2 separate regions of the Gossypium hirsutum genome follow, and region 1 is linked to region 2. The links are chromatin contacts, called in public Hi-C maps. All regions are on one chromosome and are shown on one strand. The core of a region is the stretch at or near the end of the contact, and the rest is flanking DNA. Distances in the headings are between cores, read along the strand shown. Region 1 has its middle 32 kb from the start of LOC107899347. Region 2 has its middle 9.8 kb from the start of LOC107899340.

The links. A called contact is a pair of places that touch in the nucleus more often than the background predicts.
Region 1: a Hi-C map of leaf shows a contact between it and region 2, with 2.5 times the contacts expected there. The contact joins two enhancer-like sites. A contact is called at or near these places in 2 of 34 Hi-C or Micro-C datasets (anther and leaf).

The regions. Positions count from the first base shown.
Region 1 is chrD04:46,206,194-46,210,807 of Gossypium_hirsutum_v2.1, forward strand. No RefSeq gene overlaps it. Among protein-coding and RNA genes, the nearest start is that of LOC107899347, 32 kb to the left of the region's middle. Within about 2 kb of position 2,273, at least 4 of the 9 cell types and tissues checked have an H3K27ac peak or open chromatin away from gene starts, as enhancers often do. A contact at or near this core is called in leaf, where this site is marked.
Region 2 is chrD04:46,034,934-46,039,357 of Gossypium_hirsutum_v2.1, forward strand. No RefSeq gene overlaps it. Among protein-coding and RNA genes, the nearest start is that of LOC107899340, 9.8 kb to the left of the region's middle. Within about 2 kb of position 2,603, at least 3 of the 9 cell types and tissues checked have an H3K27ac peak or open chromatin away from gene starts, as enhancers often do. A contact at or near this core is called in leaf, where this site is marked.

The DNA of each region.
Region 1 (4,614 bases), core at 1,023-3,522, 170 kb after region 2:
TCACTTAACTAAAAAAGATTACAATTTAGTCACTGAAATTTTTGAAAATGTTTTTTTTTACTTGAATGTTAAGTATCACTTTTTTAATTGGTATAATACCAATTTAGTCCTTAGTTTTTGTACTTTTTGTCAATTTGACCCTGATTATATAAAAATGATAAAAATTGAAATTCTTTTTTAAAATTTAGAAAATTATAAAAAAATAAAAGTATATAAAATTTTAAAAATAGATAAAGTGGGAGAAAATAAGGAAAAATTGTTTTTAAACCCTCCAAATTTTCTCTCTATATTACTTGTATAGAGATTTCCAAATTCTCATTCTTTAAAAAACATAGAAAAAAAACATAAAGAAAATTTATTGATTTCCTATTTTTTACCGATAGCTTTTTCTTGATATGAAAAGGAAAACAATTTTTTATTTTAAAAATAATTTTGAGTTTTTTTATAATTTTATATGTAATTAGAGTAAAATTGGCAAAAAAAAGTATGAAAACTGTGGATTAAAATTGTTATTATACCAACTAAAAATTTGCCACTTTAACAATTAGGCAATAAAAAAATTTAAAATTTTAGTGACCAAAAAAATTTTACCCAAATTTAATGACTAATGGTATAGTCAAGTTTATGAAATTACAAAAAAAAAAGAGCCAAAATCATTAATTTAATATAAAAGACTATAAGGATAATTATTTAATCCTCTGAAACTACTCTCTCGAGGGAAAAGAAAAGTATTTGCTATCTTCTCACATTAGAAAAAAAAATAATGGAGCACATTTCATAGTAAGTTGTTTATTTTTTTAGATGACACCTGCAATGAGGGAATTAATTATAGTCGCAAACGGTGGGTGCCCTAAGAACGATAAATTTTAATATAAATTATCGTTGATGTCACTTATCAAGGGCATCCTAAATTAGTTATAAAATTACTAAAAATTCATTGCTTTTACAAATGTAAAAAATATTATTTTACTAATTTTTATATCCTTTATATTTTGATAAATTAAAAAAAAACATAATGAGAATCATGAAAACTTTTATTATCTCAAATTTATCATTTTATTAAATCACATTTGAATTTTATATTAATTTTTTCACCCACCCACGTCGTGTAAATTAATATATAAAAACGTTTTTTTTTTGTGACCATAAATTGTAGTTGCCTACAAAGTAAGATTTACTCGTTTGGCCAATATAACACAATAATTAACACTTAGCACTGTTTTCCCATAAAAAGCATTCCTTTTACAAATAATTATTATTATTACAATAAAAAGAACAAACATTGGTGCAATGTCCTGCTTCAGCTTCACCATGTTCCAATCCGCTTTAAGGAGAAAAAGATGAAAGGGACTCCCAATGACCCAACCCCAGCCCCATGCTTCTGTCTATTTAATACTATATATACATAACTGGCAAACCAGAAATTTTATACGACTAACTGTACAAATCAATCTTTTTCCTTTCTTTTACTAGTAAATAAATTTGGATTCCCCATTTAAGAATACGTTCAATATGAACCAATTTAGCTAAAAAAAGTCATTTTAAGGGCCCGCCCACCTCAGTACTGTACTACTTGTACTGTTGCTTCTTATTCGCCATCATGCATTGTTTTTACACTTTCACAATCATTTTATTTCCTCTTAATCGTTTCACCACATTTTCTTACTTCTTAATCGGCTCCCTAGTGCTTTGAAGAAGAAGAAAACCTGTCACTATTACATGCAATAATGAAACATTAAGAGAGTGATTGGTCCAATTCAACTACCTGCAATGAGAGAAGTTACAACATGTTGTATGTCATTTAATGCCATACTATTATCAATGGAGGCAAATAGAAAAAAAAATTGTCACATGGCCCCATTAAAAATGAGGGGTTTGGATGCGTTAGAAAGAGTAAATAACTGTCGTGCAAGCAAGCTGTGAGCACTATCATTTGAAACACAGACATTTACTGTGTGTGTTCCACTCAAAGTGTGTTGCAGTCTTCAATTATCTGATGAGAAATGAACTTGTTAAGACAAGGATTTTTTGAATGGATTTTCCTCACTCTCACCGACTTGTGTGACTAATTTGCCTAGAGGAAAATGCCAAGTTAACATGTGGTTCTTAATAACTAGTGTTACTTGTGAAAGATCAAAACATATGAAAAAGTTGCATCGAATTTTTGGGCTTAACATGTTTGGAATTTGATCTACTTGTAGGTGTTATGGGCACATGTGAAGTTAGCCTACTGAAAATGTAAAATGAATGGATTGGTGTAGGGTTGAAGCCCATCTCCAATTTCATAATGAGGTAATGATGAGTCTGAAAATTGGGTCTGTAGTCTACAGATTATAGGATCTGAGACGGTTAAGCTCAGAGGCAAAGTCATCAACAGCATCCTTTGTCAATAGGGTGTTGACCATCTCACCAGCGTTTTTATGAATTTATGCGCAGCATCACAAATAAATGAATAAAAATCCTTTAAAAGAATATGGCAAATGAATTCTGAATATGCAATCTTATTATGGCGTTTATTGATCAATTTATAGATGAGTGAACAAAATAGAAAGAATGAAAATAGCTACTTCTTTTATTTATTTAGCTGTAATAGCTCCCAATAGGAGCCCAACTCAATTTATAGAATAGGAAACTGCTAATTACTGATAAGGTTGTTACTAACAACTCATCCCAAACAATCAATTTAGTTGTTAACAGTCAAAGAAGTTACAACCATATTTAAACTAACATAACAGACTAGTAAAAAACTAAACCTATCAATCTCTGCTTGTTATGTCTCCTAAAAAAACCATGAAAAACAAAACAAAATTAACCAACAACAAGAAATCATACTTGAGATCAACACAAGGCATCACTTGAAGAAGGTAGCAAGGTAACGCCTAGCTTGCCTCGTAACCGACAAAATGATGGAGCAGATAGGGCTTAGTAAGTATGTCTACCACTTTATCATAGCCAGGAACTTCACCAATAAATACTTGTCCCTCTGCAACTTTCTCATCTGATGCAACACCTTTAAACTTGGAATGCATAATCGAATTCGCGGACACATCAACCGTACTAGTATTATTGCACCAGATTCTTGATTTATCATCCATAGCAACTCCTAACTACATGAGTAAGGACTCAAGCCACATAACATCAGCTGTGGCAAAGGCTAATCTTCGATGCTCAGCCTTTGCTGTGGAACAAGAGACCACTTGCTGCTTCTTAGAAGACCATGATACATGATTTCCACCAAAGAAGATGCAATATCTGGTGGCAGAGTGCCTATAGTCCACATCAGATCCCAGATTCGCATCAGCAAACCCTTCAATAGATAGTCGCAATGTTAGCCAAAACATCAAATGATGATCAGCCATACCCTTCAATTAACGCAAAATTCTCTTCATAGAATTGAAATGCAAATCTAATGGTTGATGCAGGAACTGACATGTGATTTACTGCAAAAGCAATTTCAGGTCTGGTTATCACAATATACAACAATGCTCCGATACTAATGTACATCAACGAAAGCATCTCCCCTAGTGGTCGAAAGTGCATATGTGCTTACCATAGGCGTTGGTTGACCTTTAGCTTAGTCCATATGAGCTCTTTTTAACAATTCTGTAATATACTTTCTCTAACTAAGAAACAACCCATTATTAATATACTTGACTTCAATTACTAAAAAAATAATGCAACAACCCTAAATCCTTCAGTGAAAACATGACATTTAGATATTTCACAAAGTCTGCAATATCTACCTCATTATTCCTAGTCAGTACAATATCATCAACGTACAGGAGTAAAAACATGACACCCTGGTCGTTCTCCTTATAAACAAAGACGCATCAGATTTTGCTGAATAGAATCCAATTGACACTAAATAAATCTTGAGTTTTTTAAACCATACCCATGGAGCTTAAGACCATAAAGAGCTTTGTTTAGTTTACATACAAGCCATTGACCTTTGCTGCCATACTTTTCATAACTGGGAGGCTATTCCTTATACACTTCTTCAACTAAATCACCATTTAAAAATGCATTGTTGATGTCAAGTAGAAGCAACTTACATCCCTTCGTAATAGTAAAAGAGGGAATCACACAAATGGTAACTGGCTTCACAACAAGATTGAAGGTTTCTTGAAAATCAAAGCCAACAATTTGTGAGTAACCCTTTGCAACTAACCGAAATTTATACCTTGAAATTGATCTATTAGGATTTCTTTTGATTTTGAACAACTATTTACACCCAATCGGTGTTCAATCTTATGATAGAGGGACCAAAGGCCAAGTCTGATTCTTTATCAAAGCATTGTATTCTTGTTGAACTTTATTCTTCCACTCTTCACTTGTAAAAGCTTCTTGTTGAAAGTTTTCAAGAGAGTATTTAATAAAATTGTTCTGTATTTTATTTACCTAACTAGAAAATAATTCCCTTATCCTAATAAATTTTAATTAATTTATTTTAAGATTTATCTACTTAAATAATTTTAAAAAATATCCCTAAAATATATGAGATTTCACGTATTTCAACACCCTCCCTCATGTTGGTGCATATATATCAATCATGCCCAACTTGCTTACAAGAAAATTAAAGTTTGTCTTAGGGATCCCTTTGGTGAGTATGTCAGC
Region 2 (4,424 bases), core at 1,353-3,852:
TGTCCCAACCGCCAATTCTTCCTTTCATAGTTGATTCCGCTATGACCTGCAAACCAACCCTTACCGATTGTCTAACCGCGATACACACATTCACAATTCAAGACCTAGACAACCTTGCATTTTGAAAAACCTAAATCGGATCAACGGCCTCAACTGCGTGGGTCGTTTAAATCCGATCACTATCTCTCTTGACGAAAATCCCACTAGTATGATCCCGCTAGGATATGCCAATTTGTTCGCAGAAATCCGAATACAACATGGCCGACTCGACTTCCCAACTGTATGCCAAAACGACTCCAACCCAATGTGCACTTAGTGTTAAAATTGAATTAACTTTAAGGGATGAATTTGTACTATCCCGTATTCTGGAGAGATGGTGAATACCGCTATGAAAGATTTTTAGTGTGGATTCCTTTTCTCACGATTCTTGACTGGAAAGAATACCGGCCTAAAGTTAAGTAGAAGTTTAATGAAGAATGAGATTAATCATGCTAGTTGGTGTATGTAAATGGATTTAGTGGAAATGGTAAAAGGTGGAAAGAGAAAAGAGTTAGGAAGCAATTGAACAAATTTGTAAAGAAACAAGGAAAAAGAAATAAAATGGCAGAATGCTACTGACGCATGAAATAGAAAGGAATAAAAATAATTTTATTCAATTTCCAGTGTATTCAATTGTGTTTTTTCAAAGGCCACCACCCATCCTATTTATATACATATTATATACATATATTAAAATTAGCCTAACTTACCTAACAACCAATTACATGAAATCAAATTCATATCTGATTTTTTTCTAAATATGACTTTTACAAAATCAAATAAAATCTTATCATCCCTAAATGTTTCAAAAGTTCTGATTCGGCTCCTTTTTATTGCTTGTGCTTCAATTTAGTCCTTGTCTGCTTGTTTCTGACTTAAAACATCCCAATTGCATTCCTGACAGAATTTAAACATAAATTCACCAATTTAGCAGGAACTGATTCAAGAATTAATTGATTTAAACATGTAAAACATGCAAAATAAACATGTCATCATCAACATATTATAAAATTGAAAATTATGTCAAACCAAACTTGAGTCTTGAATATTAATGCCCAAGTTCGATCCATATTTTAAATGAACCTAGTTTTTAGTCAAAACTCATTTTTAGAATCTAATATTTTTATTCGTAAAAGTATCAAACTTATTTTCTTGCATGGACAAATAGTCCAATTCTTATGCATGTCAATTATCTGTGTATGATTGTATTAAATATAAGGTCCAATGTCAAATTTAGCTCTTAATGTCTATATTTTTTACCAATTTGGCCATATTCTTTTTTTAAGCTAAATTTGGGCCTTGAGATTTTATAAATAGCCCAATTTGACCATTAGCCTTTTGGAAAAGAGTTGAGTATGCTATTTAATGGAAATACTAATTAAAATGTTAAATTTTAAAACATAGTAGCCTACATGGCAATCCATATGTATTGCATGCTAATATTTTTGAATTTTTATGAACTTATAATTTTTATAATTTTCATTTTTTATTTTTATATTTTTTAAAATTTTTTCTTAGCGTGACATATAAGTCAAATAGTGCGACATGAATATGAAACGCATGTAGACTGCCACACAGGTACCACATCAACTTCATTAAAAAAATTAATGTTCTAGTCAATATTTCTATTAAAGAAAAGTGATTTGACATAATCAAGTTTAACTAAAAGAAGAATAATTATCAAATTAATAAAAAATGTAAACTTTAAAAGGTTATCTTTATTATTATTCCTAAAAATAATATAATTATCATTAAAAGCAAGCATTGATCTACCAATTGGGTTGGTTTTTTTTTTTTTGAGTGAAATAATCCTAGTAAGAATCAAAAAATTAAAATTTTCAACAGTTTTGCTGCGTAAGGCGATGGTTCAATCTGAATTTTAAAAAGAAAAAAAAAACATGGAAATTCTTTCTAAGTAAGCTTAGTTTTAGATTAATTTGAACAAGCTCAATTCATTAACACGAAACAAAATGAAAGAGAATTAATATCAAGAGCAGAAATTATTACTGTAAGAAAGCGTGCCAACACAATAAAGCATACAAAGACAAAGAGAAAAAGAAATAAACTTTCAAGTGATAAATCATAGATTGGCAATTAGCAAAATTCTTGTGGAACAACTGTTTGAAAAATATATGGACGGGATATTCAGCTAGCAAGATAAGGCACATTGATCCAATATTTTTCAACATTTTGGTGATGATATATAGGCCCACATCCGAATCTCACCACAAAATTTAATGAATGTACAAACGTTGATGGTTATTGATGAATAGGCTACGGGGTTGTCGTAGATCAACAACCAAGATGCATATGCCTGGTCTGGCCTGTTCCTTTTGTCAACAGACAATTATTGGGATGATTTAGATAGTAGCCTTAAAACGACGTTATAGATCAATATATGATGTCGTTGTCTCAGCTTGAAACTCTGGTACTAATTCAACCGGGACAGAACAAAAACACTTTAGGAAGACGGACCGAGCAGAGACCTTGGGAATATATGTAAGTTGCCAGAGGTTAGAGTTATTGGGCCCGAAACAGATATTCTATTGGGCACCAAATAAAAATCTGAAGAAATGAGCTAAGAAGATATAGCGTGAGTCAAGAGTAAGGGGCTTAGGGCCATTATTGCCCACCCCCAACATTATGTGTGGGCACGTTAAGCACACATTTTTGAGTTTAATAGAAGCGACAAATGGTTACGCTCAGGCAGGCTTATATCAAGCTTTCTTTAAGATTTATATTTTTACGGGTTCAAATTTATATCTTTTTGAACTTGGATTCTTTTGGGTTCAAATTTTTATTACTTTGGGAGCAGCTTTTGAAATTGAGTCATGAACTTATCGGACATATCTTTTTGGAGCACCCCTCGATTCACTACTCATAAATGTCCCACTTATTAATTATCATCCCTGACTCTATCAATTCCCATTCGAGATATAAAGCTCAAAGTTCCTATAGAGTGGAATTCTCTCTCTTTCTCGATATGTAACATCACAAAATCCCGTAAATATTAACTCATTGATTGTCTAAGTTCAAATTGAAGATAAGTGACATTGTAAGAACGTTTACATTACGAGAAAGACAACTTACTTCTGTAGATAATCTAAATAAGCCCGTAATCCCGTAAAAGAATCAAAGTGAGCATTTGATTCAAATACTGAGAAGAATTATTATGTCGTTTACAATTCCAATTGGGGAAATGGCTAGTCTTGGTTATCGGAGCAGTTGACTCCATGGGTAGAGATATAGATGTATTCATTGGTAGAATGATAAACTGGACCGGACCCAAGATAGATTAATTCTGAATCCGTTTGTGAATTAATTCACTTATGATGTTCATGGTGTGATTTACTTAAATCCTGAGTTAGTCACTAACTATGCGTATGCAACTCATGTGATTTGATATAAGTGAAGGCTTATGCTCTAAAGATGATTGAGCCCATAGCCGGTATGTTAGGTACATGACTTGTGTATGGCATGGCTTTACTAGCAACAGTGGAATTCGTAGCTCAATTAAAGAGTTAATGATATCCTCTCATTAGCATTGTGTGGATTGATAAATATGAAATGTGGCTACGGGTTGCTTGTTCTCGAACGAGTAATTTATCACAATCATTTGTTGACAGTGATTATATTAATCATTAAAAAGACACAATGGTGACAATGAGATAAATAAGATTGTATTGAGTGAATAGATTTAACTCCAAGGAATTAAGGATATCATATAAGGGTAACACACACATGACGAGGTCAGTGGACAAAACAATTGGATGAATTGTTTTCGTAAAGAGTATACAATAAGGAGTTTTCAATCATGGTATTTCTTGTGGACTGATTCCATGATTAAGTAATTGTGAATTATCGGAACGATGCTTCTAGACATAATTCCAATTACTAGAGCCTAATTGTATATGTCCTATTGGTCCCTCCACTAGCTCAACAAAAGTTCGATCGAACTGCATTTGAATCAGAAGAAAATTCTACGACTTTGGAAATAATTTAATCGAGTCGATTTATTCGATGTTGAATTAAATTAGGTGGTCCTGAGAATTGTTCAACTAGATAATTTGATTAAAGAATTTTTTTGAAAAATTAATTTGGAAAATCTAAGTGATTTTTGGGAAAATTAATTTTGATCAAGTAAAATTAAATTAATCAAATTAATTAAAATTAATATGATATTTTTGAAAATTAAGTTTCAAGTCAGACAATTGGCCCAATGGATAATTGAACTAGAAAATTGGACCTATGATCGTAAATTGGGCTTGAGAGCCTAAAAACTGTGACCAAGACCCAAATACTAGTCGAACTGGGCCCAGTATGTGAAACCGGGTCGACGGTCCAACCGGTGGATAGACCAGATCGGTCAAGTTGTCACTGACCCG